Regions from separate parts of the Zea mays genome. Here all the other regions are linked to region 3. The links are chromatin contacts, called in public Hi-C maps. All regions are on one chromosome and are shown on one strand. The core of a region is the stretch at or near the end of the contact, and the rest is flanking DNA. Distances in the headings are between cores, read along the strand shown. Region 1 holds the start of LOC100193894. Region 2 holds the start of LOC100275925. Region 3 holds the start of LOC100274829. Region 4 has its middle 18 kb from the start of LOC100283435.

Region 1 (4,961 bases), core at 1,488-3,987, 230 kb after region 3:
GACAATCCGACGAAAGGTGTTGGATGGTCCACGAGGTGCCTATACGGTTTGAGGTCGTGCTCGGATTGTCCGGCCATACCCAGAATCAGCTGCGCATGGCACACCGATGGTGGTGGTACTATACTACGACTTTGATGACCCGTAGGTGAGAGATAGTAGTGCTGGTGAGGTGGGTTGTGTATTTTGCGTAGCACACTGTTCATTGTTAACGTACCCGGACGATCACGTCTGGGTAACCGAACGGTCCACGAAGGGACCAGACGGTCCACGAAGGACCGATACCGAACGGTTCGGTACTATAACTGGACTGTCCAGTTGTGCTAGGCTTCTCCTGTGAGCCATGTGGTGGGCTCTGTGCAGCTCCGAATTGTCCAGCGTAAGGTGCCAGATGGTCTGCTATAAAACCAGACAGTCCAAAGTTATATCCAGACTGCCCGACAATATTTGGCACCGCCTGTGTGCCACATGGCGGGCTCAGCTTTGCAACATACATTCCGACATATGGAGCGAGACGGTCCACACGATGGTCGGACGGTCCGTGATAGTATGCGGACTGTCCGGCCATACTCAATGTTGACCTATTATACAACACAAGCAGTGACAACGGTTGCTCCAGGTATGAGTTTATCACTTTATCGACATACCATAATATGGTTTGGACTGAGAAAACCATTTGTTGCCAATGTGTTTGACATGGACGTTTTAGTGCCCAATTATGCGACGAAAAATTAGGTATATGATTTTTTTCTATTGCATGCTCTATCTTATCCAGAGACTCCACCATAAGTTCAATCCGATCATCTAAAGTATCCCTTATAGATTGAATATCGTGGGATGAGACAGTGTTACTTACGGTTGAGGGCTGCTGCAGGCTGCAGCAGGGCCATCAGGGAAGCGAGCTTAACTTCCCTCTCTTGGACCTTCTGGTGGTGATCTATCCTAAAGTGCGAGAGGTACCAACTCTCCATCTTCTCGCGCTCCTTAGCTTGTTGTTGCTTGAACTCCTTGTCCCACTTCTTCATGTAGTCTTCAAATTCCATCCGCTCAGCGGTTGACAAAGTAGTCAGCTTGTGTCGCTGTCTATAGAAACGTCGTTGCGATCTTTGGGATCGATCACCATGGTCGATCTAATAGATCTAACCTAATAGATCTAATCTAATATATCTGATATGATAGATTTGATCTTTTCGTCGCTAGTGGAGCCACACAAAAAGTGTGTTGCCACCTTTTTGAACCAAGCACTAATGATCCATAGATCCCACTCACGGGGAACAAGACCTTGGGGTCCTCTCTGCGAGGCAACAAACCATCCATGATAGATCACCATACAGTCCATGGTTGGTCACAAGACAAATAACACTACCTGCAATGCAGTTTTGGACTCCACCTTTATGTTGGCACCTTCTTAGGACCAATAGCAACGAACACTAACCTTCACGTGATGTGCATGACCGTGGGTTCGGCTCTGCGAGGTGCTGGACGGTTTGCGGTAGGTCACCGGGCCTTTCACGAGTAGGCAACGAACCGTCCATGATGACGAAGAGAGCCTCCTACAGAACCTGGATCTCGCCTCGAGAGGAGCATCGTCAGGGAAAGATCCTAGTGAATCTTGGGGTCAACAGGTCATCCAAGATGTCTCTAGACGACATAGAGTCGAATCGAGGTGAAGATTGATACGTGGAAAGTACAACTAAAGTTACACTACACCTACTCATAAGACATGAATGATAAATAAGGTAAATGAATTTGTTTAATTAGATTGTGTTCAGTGCTCTCAATCGGACGTACCAGTTTATATTTATAGGGGAGGTCTGAACCTGTTTTTAGACGAGATCTAATAGATTCCTGCAGATAGGTTAGTATTACCTGCACGTGATAAATACTCTCGTCCAAGCTAATTTGATCGTGGATCATCCAAACTATTCCGCGGATCGTAACATTAATATATTAATAGAGTACATAAGAAAGTACATCTATATTTTTCTATCTATATTTTTCTGAGATTTTTTATTATATATATGCAATCTCTTTTCGACGAATGCTATTAAAATTGAGTGAACAATAGAACAAAATGTGCTGAAGGAACTGTGTAGCGACTAGCGAGCACTCACCCGAAGGCTTCGTGGCCAAATATTCTGGGGATATTGTCAGGGAGATCCTGCAAAACCACACAAACAAAGGAAGTATAGCACGCTTGCGAGGCGGTGTACGCTCCGGCGACGAGGGCCAGAAGGTGGAAGGCCGGCAATTGCAGGAACGGACGACAAAGAAGAAGAAGCCAAACCTTCATGCGCCAGAACGTGACGTCGCTGTGGCAGAGCGACGTGCAGATGATCCGTATCCTGACCTCGTGCGCCTTGGGCGTGTCAACGACGACCTCCTCGATGGCCAGCGGCTCGCCGGCGGCCCTGCACACGGCCGCTGCGCGTCGCCGGAAAGGGAAGCCGATTAGCTGGGACTAAGTCCGACGAGACGGGTAGGGATACAGCAAATTAGAGCCTTTAATTGATTTTACTTTAAAATTGAATAGAAAATGAAGCTTGATTCTAATCCGATTCGATTATTAAATTTATAGTGTCCTAACGATGGGAGAAAGACGAGGCAGCGAAATCGAAACTGGTGCGGCAGAGCAGAGCTCCATAGCTGATCCAGCTGCGCACCTTTGCATCGGATGGGTTTGGGTCCCTGGTTCTCCATCGAAGATGCAGAAGACTCACCGGTTGTGCCGAGTTGATGCGCGCACGGTGGTTGCGAGAGACCAGAGCAGGAGTGGATATGTATATATAATGCCCAGAGCTAAGGGCTTCGTCCTCTACAGTTACAAGTCTCGTCTCCCGTTCCCTTTCTTTCATCTTTTTCTTCTTCCTTGACAGCGGTGTTTTCCGTAGGAGGAGCCATTTGGGTTGATCCGCCGCTCCGCGATTAGGCGTCCTTGAAGGGAAGATGCTTTCAGCTTGCCGTCGTTGACTCCCCTGCAGCTCCTTCTAGAATTTTATTTATAGCCCGTCCTTGCCTATCTCTGTTATTGCAAAGTACAATGGACTTAAAAAATCGTACAACTCTAAGAGCACAGAAGAGACTAGCTAAATAACTTGTTAAGCTAAATTTTAGTTATTTAATCATAAAATAATTTTTAACAGATTAGTCATCTAACTAGTCAAGCTATCTGACTCTCCAAATTAATCATTTTTAGGCTACTCTAGCGATACGGGAGAGGGGCGACCACATAGGGCCTCTCAAATCAAGAGGCCTAAAAAATTTATATATAATATATATTAATATATAGAGATGAAAGCTTTTCTCATACCATTGATATTACAAGAGAAATTGCAAGTAACTTCATCAAATGAATTGACGTCAGCATAGGAGATTCTTCGGTTCATTGTAATTGCATATTATTACCTAAATGTTTGTATTGCATATCAGATTTTATTGACCATATAGCCTCAATTAGTTGTTTTAGAGACATTATGTAGTATTAAATGAGGTGTATTTTTTACCGGTTTGAGGTATTCACAATGATTATATTATTATATTTATTACTTTTAGGGCTAGTTTAGCAACTCTAATTCCTATTTTTCCGAGGAAAAATAAATTAATTTTCCATGAAAAAATAGAAATCTTTTGAAAAAATGAGATTGTCAAACTAGCTCTTATATTTTTTTTATTCAAGTATATTTTTAGTGATACGAAGATTGGCCTAGGGCCTTTCAAAACCATGAGCCGGCCCTGAGCTTACCCATTCTCATCTCTATATTCAAAATCCATTATTTGAACAATGCAGTCTACAACACAAAAACAATCTAAAATAGTGTTTTGTGTGATCATATGGGTGAACTGTTGGAGACGATCTTAGCCAAACATGGCTAATCACACGGGCTAACCAAACTAACTTGCATATCGAAGAGTGTTGGATTGATATGCTATATATAGACTTTAATCTTTATGGAGAGATAAATAGAGAGTAAAAAATAGAGAGTCCCGTGGAGATGCTCTAAGGCTCTAATGGTGTTTTGTTCTTTTAGTCATCTTCTTAAACTTTAGGAACTAAACTTTAGTCCCTAGAAATCCTATTTGCAAGACTTATTTTAATCACTCCGTTTCGTGTTTTAGAAATTAAAATAAAGTTTAGGAGGTGGGTAATAAAACCCTCACCTAAATCTCTAACTCTGCATTTAGGCATACACTCCACAGTTTGACATAATTTAATAAAAATGACGACAATTATAACACCGTATATGTATATTTTAAAGATTTAATGTCACTTATTTGACACCATAAATATTGTTATATATATAGTTAAATTTAAAAGAAATACTCTCTCTGTTTTTTATTTATCGCGTTTTAGTTTAAAAACAAACTAGTGCACGATAAATATTCGAGAACGGATAGAATACTTTTTTATTAGGGACAAGAGGTATCTATCTATTTAATCAATTAGATTTATTTGGGGATAAGAGATATCTATCTATTATTATCTTATACAGCAGTCAGTAGTGTCACAACAAACTGTAATATTGCATGAGTGAATCTATGGATATTGAGAACTCCATGTCGCAAAGATTGATACTTAACGTTCATAAAATGCACCACAGAGAACGCCATTTTACCTTGTGGACCATACAAAGGGGAGCGTTGCCTAAATTTAAGCGTGTGTTTGGTTTAGGAGTGTGTTTGGTTTAGGATAACGTGGGATGGGACGACTTTGTTATTATTTTTTGGATGAGACTTCGGTTCTAATGTTTGGTTGTGGGGATAGGTTCGTCCCCATCTGTTGTTTGGTAGCAGTGATTGAAATGGATAATGAAGGCGTTTTTAACACCGTGAACCACCACCGTTACAACTTAGTACAAACATATGAAACTTATCTAATCCCCATCTTTCGCCAAACTAAACACATGCTAAATCGCTCCATGCAGTTATATGGAGCCAACCACTTGCCACTGCATGTATGTAGTAAT
Region 2 (4,461 bases), core at 120-2,619, 160 kb after region 3:
AATTGGTTGTGTGATAAATATTATACGACCTAAATCTTTCTATGTTCTCCGTCGCTGGAGTGACCAGGCACGACTTAGCGCCGAGGGCACACACATTCTATCCGATCAATCTCCAATCAAAATCCCAGGACACTGATCACGTTGTTTTTCTTGAAACGAACATGAATGCACGTCACTGGGGAGGAGTTGGGAGGCAGGCAACTGGTAGCTCACCGACCAAAAGGCCAACTGTGCGGGACGGCAGGGCGAAAGCAGCCCAGGTACCGCTAGCACGGCGACAAGCGAGCGAGAGAGCACGAAAGCGGCGGCTTCGCCCTTGCACACGTGCTACCGCATCTGCATGCCCCGCCCCGACCGACCGCACGCGTCCTTGTCTCGTTCCCGGCCGGCGGCCTACCAAATATCCAGCGGTCCAGCCGACGCGAGCGCCACCAGACGCGGTGCTTTGCTGCCCCCCGTACTACTAGTGATCGGTGGCCCCGGTCCCGGATGTCTGAACCCACGCCGAGCACGCGGCACCGGCGACCAATTTCTTGCCCCGCCAGCCCGACCCGTAGGGCGCACGCGCACCGGCCGTGCGCGAGGCACACGCGCGCATCGGAGAGCTGCGTGCCGTGCGTGGCTGCCTGCCTGCCCGCGGTCAAGTCCACCGTGCGAGTGACGCGACGCCGACGGCACGCGGTCGGCGGTTGCGCTCGCGGGCCATGGCCGCTGACTGTCTCGCAGGCAGCACCAGCCCTCGGTGGCCATATCTTTCGAGCACAGAAGAAAAAGGAGAAAAAAAAGTTGGAGGAGGTCGCGAATACCAAATCCCACTGCGGGACGGGAGACGTGCAACGGAAGGAAGAGTACGCTAGGAGACCAGCTTGCTTTGACCGTCCGCCGGGCGGGCGTGCGTGCGTGCGTGGAAAAAAAAGAGCTGTCTGCGTTTCCTTTGAGCGGGACGTGTGTGGCGAAACAAGGGACGGGAGTGGCCGGAGACTGCAAACATACGCTGGAAACTTCGCCACAAAAATAAAATAAAATAAAATAAAGCATGCTAGTCGTCGCCCACCTTTTCTTCCCACCTGTAAAAATCATGCCTGCTGATTAGTGGAATCATAGATTGGTTTCCTCAAGGGTCAATCAGGAATTCACCTAAGCTGGTGGTAACTTGGCAGAAAAGGACAAACTAATGCTCCTTTTTATCGGCGACAAATGGGAACATGTGGAATTATTAGCCGTGCAGTGCAGGTATCTATCTCACTGCGCTGCGCTACAACTGCGCCCTCGTTTAACAGCACCATGCTCCGCTCTTTGGTTTGGTAACCGCTGAGTGTGAGTCCATTTCGTGGCTTCTATTTATTTTTAATAATTCAAAAACGGAAGCAAAATGATGCTCCGATATATTGGCTCGCGTAACGCGGCCCCGCCCCCTTTTTTATCTCAACGACCCTTCCCTTACCTTCCCATCCCCCATTTCCTCAACGGACCCCGCCCGCGATTTCACTCCTTCTCTCCCCCGCGCGCGCGGCCTCCCCGTGCCCGTGCGTGCGCCAACACCGCGCAGCCACGCCACGCCACGCCCGTCGAAAGCCCCAAGCACCCGGCCAGCACGCGCAGTAGGCCGCCGAGGCACAGAGCCGGCGGCCGGCGCCTCGGCTATGCGGCGGTCAGAGTGGGAGGACCGGTGCAAGCGGCACCCGGAGCACCGGACGTCCAAGGGCGTGTGCCCCTACTGCCTCCGCGACCGCCTCGCGCACCTCTCCGCGTCCTCCTCGGCGACCACCACCACGCGCGCGTCCTCGTCCTCGGCGCCCACGTCCCCGTGCTCCTCCGGCGGCTCGTCCCCGCCGCCCCAGTACCGCGCCGCGCTCTCCGCGGACGTCAGCTCCGTCCACGTCGTCGTTGCCGGGTCCTCCTTCGCCGACGTCGCCGCCTTCTCCCAGCCGCTCATGCCGACCTCCGCCAACAAGAAGCCGCCGCCCGCGAGCCAGGACGAGCCGGCCAGGGGGAAGGGCGAGGCGAAGAGGAGGAAGAGCGGCAAGAAGAAGAAGATCGGGAGGTTCCTGTCCAGGCTCGTTGGCGCGGAGAGGCGGCGGCACACCGGCGACGGCGGCGGCGACGGCGACGGCGCCGAGCTCTTCCACTCCAGAACCATGAAGGAGAAGACGGCGTCCAAATGGGTGTTCTTCTGAATCCCCTCGTCAGATCAGATGCCAGCACCATGCTGCACACACACGCGCGCTTGAGGGCCGGTTTCCTCGATCGGTCGGTATGGAGTTTTTTCCCCCCACTTCAAGTACTCCTGTGCTTCAATCCGCTGCAGTTAGTTAGCATGGTTTCTCTTTCCGACTGTGTACACGAGACAAGCCAAAACTATGGATCATTATAAGGTTATTTGAGAAATATTGTATGCTTATTTTGTAAAATTAGAAGAATAAAAAAAAGAAAACAGCTACGAAGTGTATATTGTGTGGCTGCCAGTTCTATTTCCAGTATCCAACAGTGTTTAGTTTGTATATATGGCTTGTGTGCCATGATAATTTCTTTGGATTGGCGACGAATCCAACCGGTTTTCTTCTGCTGAAACAGTGAGTTAGTATGAGGTTATCTAATAACCTATGTTTACTCTACGTATAAAATCATTTTCATCTATTTGAATTGTCTACTGTAATTGACCGGCGATATGTAATAAGATACAGGCGTACACGTATATGGACATCATCCGTGAAGTAGGCAAAATCGATGAAGCAAATGGTCCGGGCATGCTTTTACCAACCATCAGTTGGTCTTGGTCATGGACTCATACCAGAGCCAATTCCTTTTCTACTTACTAATCGCTAGCACTTACCATCAATTGGTCTTGTCATAGCTACACGTGTTTTGTTTGTATTGCAGTACTAGTTTCTTTTTTCTTCTTCTTCAAAATATTCAAAAAAGGGGTCTCTTATTTCATTTCTTCATTTGTTGTTTGGCTGCTTCTTGCGTGCTGAATCATCTGCGCGTCTCTTTTGCTTTTTTTGAGCTCCTTTGCTGGTGTTACATCATTTTGATGCGAAGGTGGCTTGTCCTGATCCGGATTTGTTTGCTCTTAGCCGGACTCCATCTACCTTCCCCCATCGTGCTTGGTTGGGCACGGTAGCTCAACAACAACAAAAAAAAAGCAGCTTCATCTGCTGTTGCCGCTGAGGAATCGGGGTTTCCTAGGTTGTTCTACAGGAATATAGGATCGAGAGCATTGTTTCGTGTGGAATGCATCGTTGTACGTGGGGTGGTGTACTTTGAGAGGAGAGCCTATACATGGAACGGGATAATTCGCCACATGCGCGGGCAAATCTCAAAGTTCGCTGCACCTCTGCGCTGCGAATCACATCAATTAGTTTATTTATACTCCTTCCACCAGTTTAGAGTCTTAAGAGCTAAAATTTGGTGGCTAGCTATTTTAGATCATATGATCCAATGCAAATAGAGCGGAAGGTGCAAAGCAATAATAAAAAATATGGATGTAAGAGAACCTTTTGAAAAATACCATGTTCCAAATCAACCCTTGCACCTCCCCTAGATGGTTTTGAAAAACTCCATCGTATCAGTTCTTGCTAACATTTGTTTCCCAAACTTTGGCCTTGTTTTATAGGGCAGTTTCGCTATGGCTCTTTCAAAATAGACCTCTGGCTCCTCTTTTTCCAGTAAGAAAACTGTTTAAAACGGCTTTCTCTTATTGATGGGTGTTTGATTTCTTTAGTTTAGTCATCCTCCTAAGCTTTAGGGCCATTACGTTTTGGTCTTTAAGATTTTTATTTGGAGGCTTCATTTAGTTATAATGTTTGCCAGTTTAGAGACTAAAAACGACTAAACTATAGTCACTAAAGTTTAAGAGGTGGGAACCAAACGTGCACCTTCCATGTTGATTGGATGAGATCGAAAAAAATTATGAAAGATTTTGACTTATTTGAGATTTAAACTCACACAATCTATATAGATTGAGAGTAAAATGTATAAGCCCTAACATGACTCTTGGGTCGAAGCCCAAACAGGAGGGGGACATTACAAATAGAAAACAAATAATTAGAGATATTAAATAATTATTACAGTTGCTAGCAATGTTTTTTCTTAAAAAAATACATTCATCCTTGTTGCCTATATATGTAAGCAGGTAGCAAGACTCGCTGATTTTGTAGTCAAGTTTGTTTGTTTGATCTTTCTGTTGTCCGTTTTTTTTTAATATGACATGAACTGTTACTTGGGGATGTATTCTAGATTTAAAATTAGCTGATTTGTCCAAACGGCTTGCATCTAACCGACTAAGCCATATAGGTTTAATGTAGTGGAGCTCAAATAGTTTTATGGACATGGTTTGGTACAGTTTCTAGGTAACCAAGTCAGAGTTTGATGAACAATTGTTCGTATACGCAACTCCGCATTCACGACGAAACCGGAAGGAATGTTCACACAAACGTATACGAGCATGCGCTCGGTCAA
Region 3 (4,925 bases), core at 635-3,134:
TTGTACTTTGTGACGTGGTAGTGGGGGAGGAGAGGCGAAAGGGACGCAATTCTGAATGCTTATGGGCCTCTGCAGCGAAAACGAAGCCCAGTCAAATCGTGACACCACCGTACGGCTTCTGTTTAAGGCCTTTCACTCTTCAAACTGTTGGGCCTAATGAACCACTACTGAACTTTATTCGGCCCATATGTGCGCCACTTTGTTCTCTTTGAGTCTTGAGATCCGTTGAGCTCGGCTTTCCAAAACAAAGCAAAGACGGAAAAGAAATGAAGGCTCTAGAGAAAAAGCTGAAAGCTAAAACATTCAGCATGAAGACAGCATGAAAACATTCAGCAGGAGGCATGTCCCGGGGCCGCACTTGAAACCTTTTTTTTTTGTAATCAGATTTTTGAAGTTTGATGAAGTTTATATAAAAAAAACATTGATATTTTTAACGAATCTAATGGCCCATATTTGTTAATCATAAATGCTGATTATTTTGTAAACTCGATTACATCAAAATGATTTAAATCGGATTGTGTTATTTTTCAGATGCAGGAAGTACTGCTCAAGAAGGGAAAAACTGGAAGCACCGCTCAAGACAGCTACAGCCTACAGCTGCAGCTATTTTTTACATAGCAACAGCATACTACATGCTAAAGTAAACGCGTCACGTACTCACATGGCGGCTGCCAGGTGCCAGCCGGATCCCGGAGAGCAACGATAAAAGCAAAAGAAAAAAAATCGATTACTGTATCTACAGAACACAAGATGCCAAAGACACCCCCAGCAGCATCTTGTGCAAGCATGTGAACTTTCTGCGCTGTCGAGAAGGGGAAGGCCAGTGGTGGCCACATGACTCAAGATGCTCTCCAGCATGAACACAGCTGTCCAACAATCACATCAGCTGCCGGAACAATTCCAGATTTCAGATGCTGTTTTATAGATGATGTAGATTTCCCAAGAACAAGCCGCAGCGTCAGTGAAAAAAATGGAAGATGTCGCGGTCTCAGCTCCTGGTTGCAGAGAGCAAGAGCATACAGTACAGCGCACACTGAAGATACTACGGAGAAGAATGAATGTAGTAGTCCAAAGCGAACACATCTGCTTCGTGCAATCGTGTGTAGTATACTAGTAATATGACAAGGGACAACGTGACGTACTAGAAACAAATGAAAGAATTCCATTAATAATCCTCTGGATCATGAATCATGATATTCATATGTAACAGCCCATCGCTACCCCCACTAGAATCTCTCACATAACCTCTGCTCTCTCAGTATCTAAGAAAGAATCACCCACGACCCACCCACACACACACGCACAAAAGTAAAACACGATAGTATAAACAGCACCGCCCGACGCCGCGGGGAGGCGTCTAGAACATGACGGCGGCTGCGACCGCGCCGGCGACGGCGACGAAGCCGAGGGCGGAGGCGCGCGAGGCGGCGCCGCTGCCGGAAGGCGCGACGGTGGGGGCGCCGGCCGGGGTGGTGGAGACGGACGAGGTCGGGGCCTTCGCGGACGGCGCAGAGGCGGCGGGGCCCTCGGTGGGCGGGGCCGGAGGAGAGGCCAGCGGGGACGGCGCCGCGGCGGTCGGCGGCTTGGCGGCCGGCGCCGGGGCGGTGGCCGGGGACCGCACAGGGGGTGGCGGCAGCGGGGCCATCCTGGGCGCGGCCTTGGGAGCTGTGGTCGGGGTGGCGGCCGGGGCCTGCGCCGCCGCGACGACGGCGAGGAGGGCGACGATGGCGGCGACCACGGCGAAGCGAGCCATTAGGATAGTTGCGGCGGCGGAGGAGGAGGAGGAGATAGACTCGGCTAGAGATGCGGCTGGAGAAGCGGGCGGTTACTGGAGAGTGTGATTTGGGATTCTCCGGTGAATGCTTGGACTCGATCTGCGAGTTGTGAGTTGGAACCGATGGGCGGGGCGGGGTATTTATAGCGGGCAACGGGGTCATGGCCCATGGGCCATGGCCTCTCGGCGACCCTTCCGCGGGCCATGACCTCTCGGCGACCCTTCCGCCCCGGCTCTCTCTCAGGTCGGTTCACGAACAGCTGTGACGTTGGAGGCTCCCTGACGCGTGGGGTCACGTAACGTTGGACCGGGCTGACATCCAGCGAAGGCGGCGAACGAGTCGTTGAGCGGCGCCGTCCGGTTTGACGCTTGCAGCAGCGGCACCGCGTCGCGGGTGGTGACGTGGGGTGGGGGACCGCTGGAGGACGGTGCCAGTGCCTGACTAACGAGTAACGACTAGTTTCCGCGTGCAGGTGGTGCCACCTTTGCCGTCGGATGCGGAACGGACGCGGGGAATCGGGGTGGTCGGCGTCTTTCGTGGCTAGATTACCGGGGTGGCTGGCTGGGTTTCCTTTGGCCACGCCCACGCGCCACAGCCGGACGACAGGTCGGTTTGAATTGTTTATTCACGCTTTACGAGTAGGAAGTCCAGCCTCAGCACATCTGTATTTTAAAACCTCGTCGCCACTGGCCTAAGTGCCTAACGGTATAGAAGATTTTTATCTTCATAAAACTATAATCTAGTTCTATAAAATTTATATTAATATAGTACCATTATTAGCGTCAACTGTATAAAACCTCGTCGCCACTGGCCTAACGGTAAACTTTATAAAACCTCGTCGAATCTGGCCTAACGGTAACGGGCAGGAACCAAGAGAAGGCGTTGAGAAAGGCAATAGGATCGGGACACCGGACATATGCAGCTGGGATCCGAAGGGATTAAAAATTCTCTCCGTCTTTGGGCCTGTTTAGTTTTCCTAGACTAAAACATAAAGGCTACAATCTAAAGGCATGTACAACCTAAACACTGCTGCACGGTACTCCAAGTATAAGACACAACTAAAATACTAATAATACACTGGTCATGTCTAAAACATGTGTCTAATGATATTCATTGTACCAATCAAAGCATTCAATAAATTAAAGTGACCAATCAGCTAGTCTCCTGTCTCGAACATAGAGCTAAGACAATGTGTCTTCGTCAAGATACATGTCTTGAGTTTTTACATTCACCCCCCTAAACACACTCTAAGACACAACTTAAGACATCCATCGTACATGCCCTAACCAATTTTTTAACGTAATATAGGTAGGGCTGGGCAAAAAACCCGTAACTCGAAACCCGAACCCGAAATACCCGAAACCCGAATTTTGTTCGAAAATTTCGGGTAGCAACTTGCAAAACCCGAATTTATTTTGGGTAATTCGGGTATCACAATCGGGTACCCGAATTACCCGAACTTTCATGTGTCATGTACTCATGTCATGCTTAATTATTAATTTGTAAATCTATAATTATGTGTAAGTGTGTATAACTTGTGATTGTAGATTGCTTGTGTTTTATGTGTCCATGTATATCATTATTCAAACTATATTTTTATACTAATTTAATAGGATGTATGTGTTTTTATGAAGCCGACACAATAGTTCGGGTAGTTTGGGAATACCCGAACCCGAACCCGAAATTCTGGGTACCCGAATTTTCAGGTATTGCAAAACCCGTTGTAATTTCGGGTATCGATTCTCAAAACCCGAAATTTTAAAGACCCGAATTACCCGACCCAAAATTTTTGGGTAACCCGAACGCCCACCCCTAAATATAGGGGTGGAAACGAGCCGCTCGGCTCGGCTCGTCCATCTGGCGAGCTCGGAAAGCGGCTCGGCTCGCGAGCCAATGAGCTTAGCCATAAAACGTAAATCTTCTCTCTAAATAATAATATAAAATCTTAGAAATATTTTTAATAACATATTTTAAATTAGTAAAATGATATATCACAAATATAATATAGAAAATAGATTATTTTTATAGTAATCTCAAATAACATAAATTATTGTCTACTCGATACTAATATTATATGCTAATTAAGATTTTATGTAACAAACGCTCGGCTCGCTCATTTCACGAGCCACAAAAATAGGCTCGGCTCGGGCTCATTCTGAGCGTCGAGCCGGTCCGAGCCGAGCTGCTGCGAGCCCGAGCCAGCTCGTCGAGCTTGAGCTTTTTTCCCAGCCCTAACGTAATATCAGGAGCTCTGTATTTTAATTAATAAGAAGAATCTAATTGACCTAATTTTAAAGAAAATTGGACCAAAAAAGTACACAAGGTGAACAGCAGAGAAAACCAAAGGAAGACCCTACAAATGACCCAGACAACAACAACGCTATACACAAAGTCCATCTAGAGTCATCGTTGTTTATCTCAACACAGGGGACGAGCAACTCCAACTCTCCAGGACGGTTGCACATGGCCAAAGGAACTCGACGATGCCTACACTCAAATACCGGCACACAATGAGGAAGACAATGGAGCGCCATCGCTGCTAAGCCTCGACATACCCCATGTGAGGCAGCTCCGATCATTCACCATCCAATCTCGATCCTCCGTCTTGCCCCGACTTTTGCCCAACCTTCGAAACAAACAAGTCCACGAAGAAAGGGGGTTCGCCTCATGTTATCGTTGTCGAGTCACATTCTCTAACATAGCAGCTACGACTTCACGATGCAAGACCCTACCTCCACCCGCATACCGGGCGTCGAGAAGCGAAAGCAACTACTGAAGGCAACGTCGTGGCTGAGACGAACTTCAGCGGCGAGTCCTCCAGGAAGGGAGTGACCTCGGGGCCGCCATCGTCGCTTGTCTACCGAGCTTTCGCCCATGTTGCGTGTCACACTATCGCGCGTCACACAGAACCGAGTAACACCTTGTCGTGTGCGTCACACTATCGCGCGTCGGAGCCTATGTAGGACCATGGCTGCCACCACCCGGCGCTGCCCCCTGGCCTGGGGCACCGAATCCAACCACCATGGCAGAACCAGGCCGCCGCACCGCCGCGGGGCACGAGCAATCACACCCACAACCATAGCCCTTGCCAGCGCGCACAAGAGCTTGCCTACGCACACAGACCCACGCCCGTCCACACAGAGGACGACG
Region 4 (4,467 bases), core at 1,473-3,972, 130 kb after region 3:
CTGGAGATAGCCTGTGCGGAGATCCAGGAGGAAGTAGTACTCGTGTGTTTGTCTGCTCGGTTTTAGTGAGCCGTACCATCTTATGTGGTGCGGCCTTTCCTTTCCCTTTTAGAGCTTGTATAATAAGATGGTGTAGTCGGGATGTAAGGAAACTAGGAAAGTCACATCAAATTTGTGGTGATGTGGAAGAAAGAAAAATAAAGAGAGAAAAAGTTAGTTGTTCACTGGTAGCCTGATGACCAGGGATGGATCTAGAATTTTTTTACTAACGATGTCACACTATAAATAATATAATAAAAAGATTCTAATTTCATGTCAATGTGTAACCCCATATAATACAACATTAAATTAAAATATCATTATTTAAATAAAGTCAAATATTTACCCCCAGAAGCATTATGCAGTGTGATTCTTCATCTTTTGAAGGTTATCAATTATAACATCATCGGGAATTATACTACTATAGCGGGCTCAACAAAACATATGATGCAGTCATTCATAGTCATACTTCATATAAAATTTGTCAAGTTAAATTATTAATTGTCTACACATGTACAAAATAAGCCACTAGGGCACGAAAAAGAATTAAATACTCAGATACTGAAATATTTGCATCTGCCATGATGAACTCAACCAGCAGAGGCCAAACTGGTTAATGTTTGCAACGTGTGTTGTTTAGTTCATTTAGAAGAATTTATATCTGCCTCACCATGTGTCCATGTCAAAAATCACTGAGACCACGCATGCATTGTCAGCCATGTTCATAACATTTTGAACATGCATTAAGTACTACCATCCGTATTCAGAACAGTCGTGCGGTAACCAGCATGCAGAAGGCAAATTGATCCATAGGAAGAAGGCAAATTGATGCGAGAGGACTGAGGTCCAGCTACATCATGAACTGTTGTCATCTACAGTAGGTGCCAACAAATATCATGAGTTTTGTTAAAACCATTGCTGTTCTTGGACAGCAATACGGCCAACGTGGCTCCGTCCATGCTGATGACAATGGATTGCACACAGATTCTAAGACTCCATGTGAGAGGAAGAGGTGGACTAGGTATTAAATATGTAGCTTGTATTATTATAAAGTTATTATATGTATAGGCTTCTATTTGGGTATATATAAGACATGATAATATTATAAAGTTCACTAAAGATTATATTATTAAACTAGCTGTGTCGATCAAATCCATTTTGCTGGTACGTCGGCGGGCCCTCACTCACACACTATGAAAAACGACAGTGGAAACGTAGGAGCACGCAGGCACAGCAGTAGAACTAGCTCGCACGGAAAAGCAAGCCTACAGAGCACAGTAGGGTCACGGCATCTCCTTCGTGCTCAAAAAGCTCGGACAGTTGCCGGTACCACTTTTATCAGTAACGGCTACAGGACGTGGGCACGTGGCGAGTTTTGCACGGTCTCCAGCGCCTAGCGCAAAAATCCAACCATGCACTCAATGACACGCACGTTTCTGAAGCGCGGAGCGCAGCAAAGGTCAGGAAAGCAACCACGCGTGGCCAGTGGCCGGCGAGGAGGAGGATAAGACTCGAAAGCTGCACACTGCGATGGTCGTTTTCGCTAATCTGGCCTTTGTCGTCGCCTCGTCGGCGTCTGAGATCACTCCAGATCAGTGAGATGAATGGCGCGCGGCTCCAGAGAATGGTGCCATGTCTGACTTTTCCACGCATGTGAAAAATACGTCCAAAGGCTTCACTGTGCGTTATTTACACACGGACTGTTGCGCGCACGGCGCATCCGTCGTATGTGTGAGTGTGACCGCATGGGTTGGGTGGGCCGCCGACACGAACAGCTCGGCTGGCTCGGCACGGCACGCCGTGGCCGTACCCGTAGTACGCCGCCTGCGGCCGGAGATCGACAAAGCAAGGCACGCACGACGAGGCAAGGAAGCGGGTGAGAATCGCGTGTGTCGTCCCGTCCTCTAGGCTCTCACAGCCTCTGCCTGTTTCCCCGGACGACGCCAAAACCGAGTCCGATTCGTCTACTCCGCGGCTGATGCCTCTGCCTGTTTCCATTCGGCGCGTCTGCTCAGGCATCTGAACCGGCCGGTGACACCTAGGCGCGCGCCCTTCTTCCCTACTCCCTAGTATCGCCCCCGCGCGCTGTGCCTCACCTCTACCCGTCCGCCTGTGCGCAACTGCCGACGTGTTCCCGGGCGCGCGGGCTCCGGCGCTCGTCCACCACCCCACCCGGCGTCGCGGCCACGGCGTCGCGGCTGTCACGGTCCGAGACCGACGCACCACGGGGCCGGTGGTCAGTAGCAAGGACCCGGCAGCGGCACGCCGTGTCACTTCTAAAACTGTGGGCTCAGCAGCGGCGAAGGGGAGGGAGGCTGCGCGTGGCTGGCGGTGGACCAGTGTAAAGCCCGCCGCGCCGATGCAGCAGGAGAGTTTTTTTTTTTAGTGCGCGTGGCCAGAACCGGCCAGAAGACTGGTGGTGAGCGAGACTAGCGGGGCAGTGGCAGAGCACTAGCGAACACCAAATGTCCGGTAGCGATCGAAAGCTGCCGTCCTGCATGGCATGCCAGCCACGCCGTCGCGTCGTGCATGGATCCAGACTTCCAGAGCAGCACAGGTCGAGTCAACACAACAGCCGCTCCTTTGCCTTTATTACCACGTGGCATGTCCGTTCCTGTAGCCTGATAAGGCTGGCGTCGGGCCCGGGGCGGGACCAGATTTGACGACGCCCTACAGTTTGTAGTAGCGGTACTACTGGACGTTGCAAACGGTACTGTGTGCGTGCTCTGACCGGAAGCCTGCCCCACCCAGCTATGGTCTCGGGTCACCGAACGTGGGGCATCGCCAACCGGTGTGTATACAGGATTGGTATCCACACCTCCGAACCGATAGACGCCATGGGCTATGTATGCGGCGTCGACTGTCCTCTCCTTTTTCTAGTTGGTGACTGCCGGTGGCGGTGGTTCTCCGCGCTGCCGTTGGTCCTCCCTCCCCGTCCGTGAACCCTCCCAACCTGATGCTGTTCTCTTCTTCGGGGTGGCGAGGCCGTCGTTTCCCCCCGTGTCCGTGATTCCGTGAAGGCCGGCTGCAGTGGCAGACAGGCGCAGCGCGCCGCTTTCTTTCGATCGCACCCGTCGTCTCAGCAGCAGAAGCAGCAGCAGCTTTTCCACTGTCCTGACAGGATCACTCACACTCCTGCCCATGCCATGCACTGATGACCGATGCACGCACACCTCGTTTCGTTTTCCAAAGTTTTCTACTCCGGGCACGGGCGGTCTGCTGGGCAGGGCTGGGCCTGGGCATGCGCAGAACTGGTGGATGGCATCGCAGCACGGCCGAACCGAACGCGAACCGGAACAGAGCTCCGTCCCCGGCGGCGGCGCCGGCCCGGCCAATGGAGAATCGTCGTCGGGTCCGAGCCGAGGGACGTGGGAAGAAGACGACACACACACCCACACCCACACGTCGCTGCCCGTCTCAGGTCCTGGCACTAGGGAGTGGGAGTGTGTGTTGGCACTTTAGCCATCCATCCATCCATCAATCAATCGGTGTCAGTCAGTCAGTCGGTCGGCAGTGCCCACGACTTTTTTTTCTGCGTGGGGTGGGCCCAAAAGAGGTTGCTTCTCCCTCCCTCCCTCCGCGCCCTGCTTTTTTCAGAGGTCTAGGAATAGATTCCCCGGCTACCCCGTTCTGAGGGCGCGGGAAATCGGACGCAGTGGCTGGCGTTTCGTACAAGAGATAGGAACTCGGATAACAGCGTCCATACATTGAAATGTTCGGGCTTCCGGAACACGTCGTTCGGATGTTGGGCAATGCTCATCTGTTCAGGTTGTGCTCGAATAAAACGCAGCAGCCAGCGGGACAGTCTTCACCTCACTATCTTTTTGCGTCGGTGGCCTGTTCCTTTTATGAGGAGACCGATGGTTTGGCAGGGCCCCCGATCTCGATCGAACCGCCAGCACGGCACCCACACCGTACCCCATGTCGAGAAGCATGCAGAAACCATCATCGTCTTCGTGCACCCCTGCGAAGAGTTCCGTTGTTGTGCTGTGCCTGTGCGTCACCCTCACCCTGATGTTGATGAAACCAGCCGAGCCGGGTAGATCACGGTGTTGACAAAGCGGCCGGGCCGGATAAGGTAGCCTTTGGATCATCCACGGTCACCCCGAAATTTAATAAAAGCCGCCCTCTCGCCGTCTCGCGTGCATGCATGCATGGCCATGCAGATGCACGAGCACGACACGAGGAGAAAATCTTGGCCGAGGCCGCCGTACCGAAGCATTCAACTTTCAACATCGCTACGCCTACGCTAGCTAGCTAGCCTGCCTTGCTGCGTGCCGTGCCGTGGGAAAAGATGAACACGAGAGAGCATCGCATCTAGAAGAACGTCGATCGAGAGTGCAGCAGCAGGAGGAGCTGAGGAGCGCCGTGCCTGGCGTCTGCCTAGGCCCTAGGGTTTCGAGCCGTAGCCTTTTAGGCTGCTAGCTC

The links. A called contact is a pair of places that touch in the nucleus more often than the background predicts.
Region 1: a contact with region 3 is called in a Hi-C map of bundle sheath, with 1.8 times the contacts expected there. The contact joins the promoter of LOC100193894 here to the promoter of LOC100274829 in region 3. A contact is called at or near these places in 2 of 25 Hi-C or Micro-C datasets (bundle sheath and leaf).
Region 2: a Hi-C map of ear shows a contact between it and region 3, with 3 times the contacts expected there. The contact joins the promoter of LOC100275925 here to the promoter of LOC100274829 in region 3. A contact is called at or near these places in 6 of 25 Hi-C or Micro-C datasets (bundle sheath, ear, endosperm and 3 more).
Region 4: a contact with region 3 is called in a Hi-C map of ear, with 2.4 times the contacts expected there. The contact joins the enhancer-like site here to the promoter of LOC100274829 in region 3. A contact is called at or near these places in 2 of 25 Hi-C or Micro-C datasets (ear and endosperm) and 1 of 3 datasets of contacts at active chromatin or transcription factors (seedling).

What each region holds. Positions count from the first base shown.
Region 1 is chr1:19,539,079-19,544,039 of Zm-B73-REFERENCE-NAM-5.0, forward strand. It overlaps LOC100193894, which reads right to left and starts at 2,738. Exons shown (of 10, transcript NM_001138969.1): 1 at 2,661-2,738; 2 at 2,285-2,421; 3 at 2,112-2,158. The coding sequence starts at 2,697.
Region 2 is chr1:19,469,674-19,474,134 of Zm-B73-REFERENCE-NAM-5.0, forward strand. It overlaps LOC100275925, which reads left to right and starts at 1,370. Exons shown (of 1, transcript NM_001165450.2): 1 at 1,370-2,448. The coding sequence starts at 1,644. The coding sequence ends at 2,177.
Region 3 is chr1:19,312,476-19,317,400 of Zm-B73-REFERENCE-NAM-5.0, forward strand. It overlaps LOC100274829, which reads right to left and starts at 1,885. Exons shown (of 1, transcript NM_001149097.1): 1 at 1,142-1,885. The coding sequence starts at 1,753. The coding sequence ends at 1,358.
Region 4 is chr1:19,440,844-19,445,310 of Zm-B73-REFERENCE-NAM-5.0, forward strand. No RefSeq gene overlaps it. Among protein-coding and RNA genes, the nearest start is that of LOC100283435, 18 kb to the right of the region's middle. Within about 2 kb of position 2,723, at least 20 of the 20 cell types and tissues checked have an H3K27ac peak or open chromatin away from gene starts, as enhancers often do. A contact at or near this core is called in ear, endosperm and seedling, where this site is marked.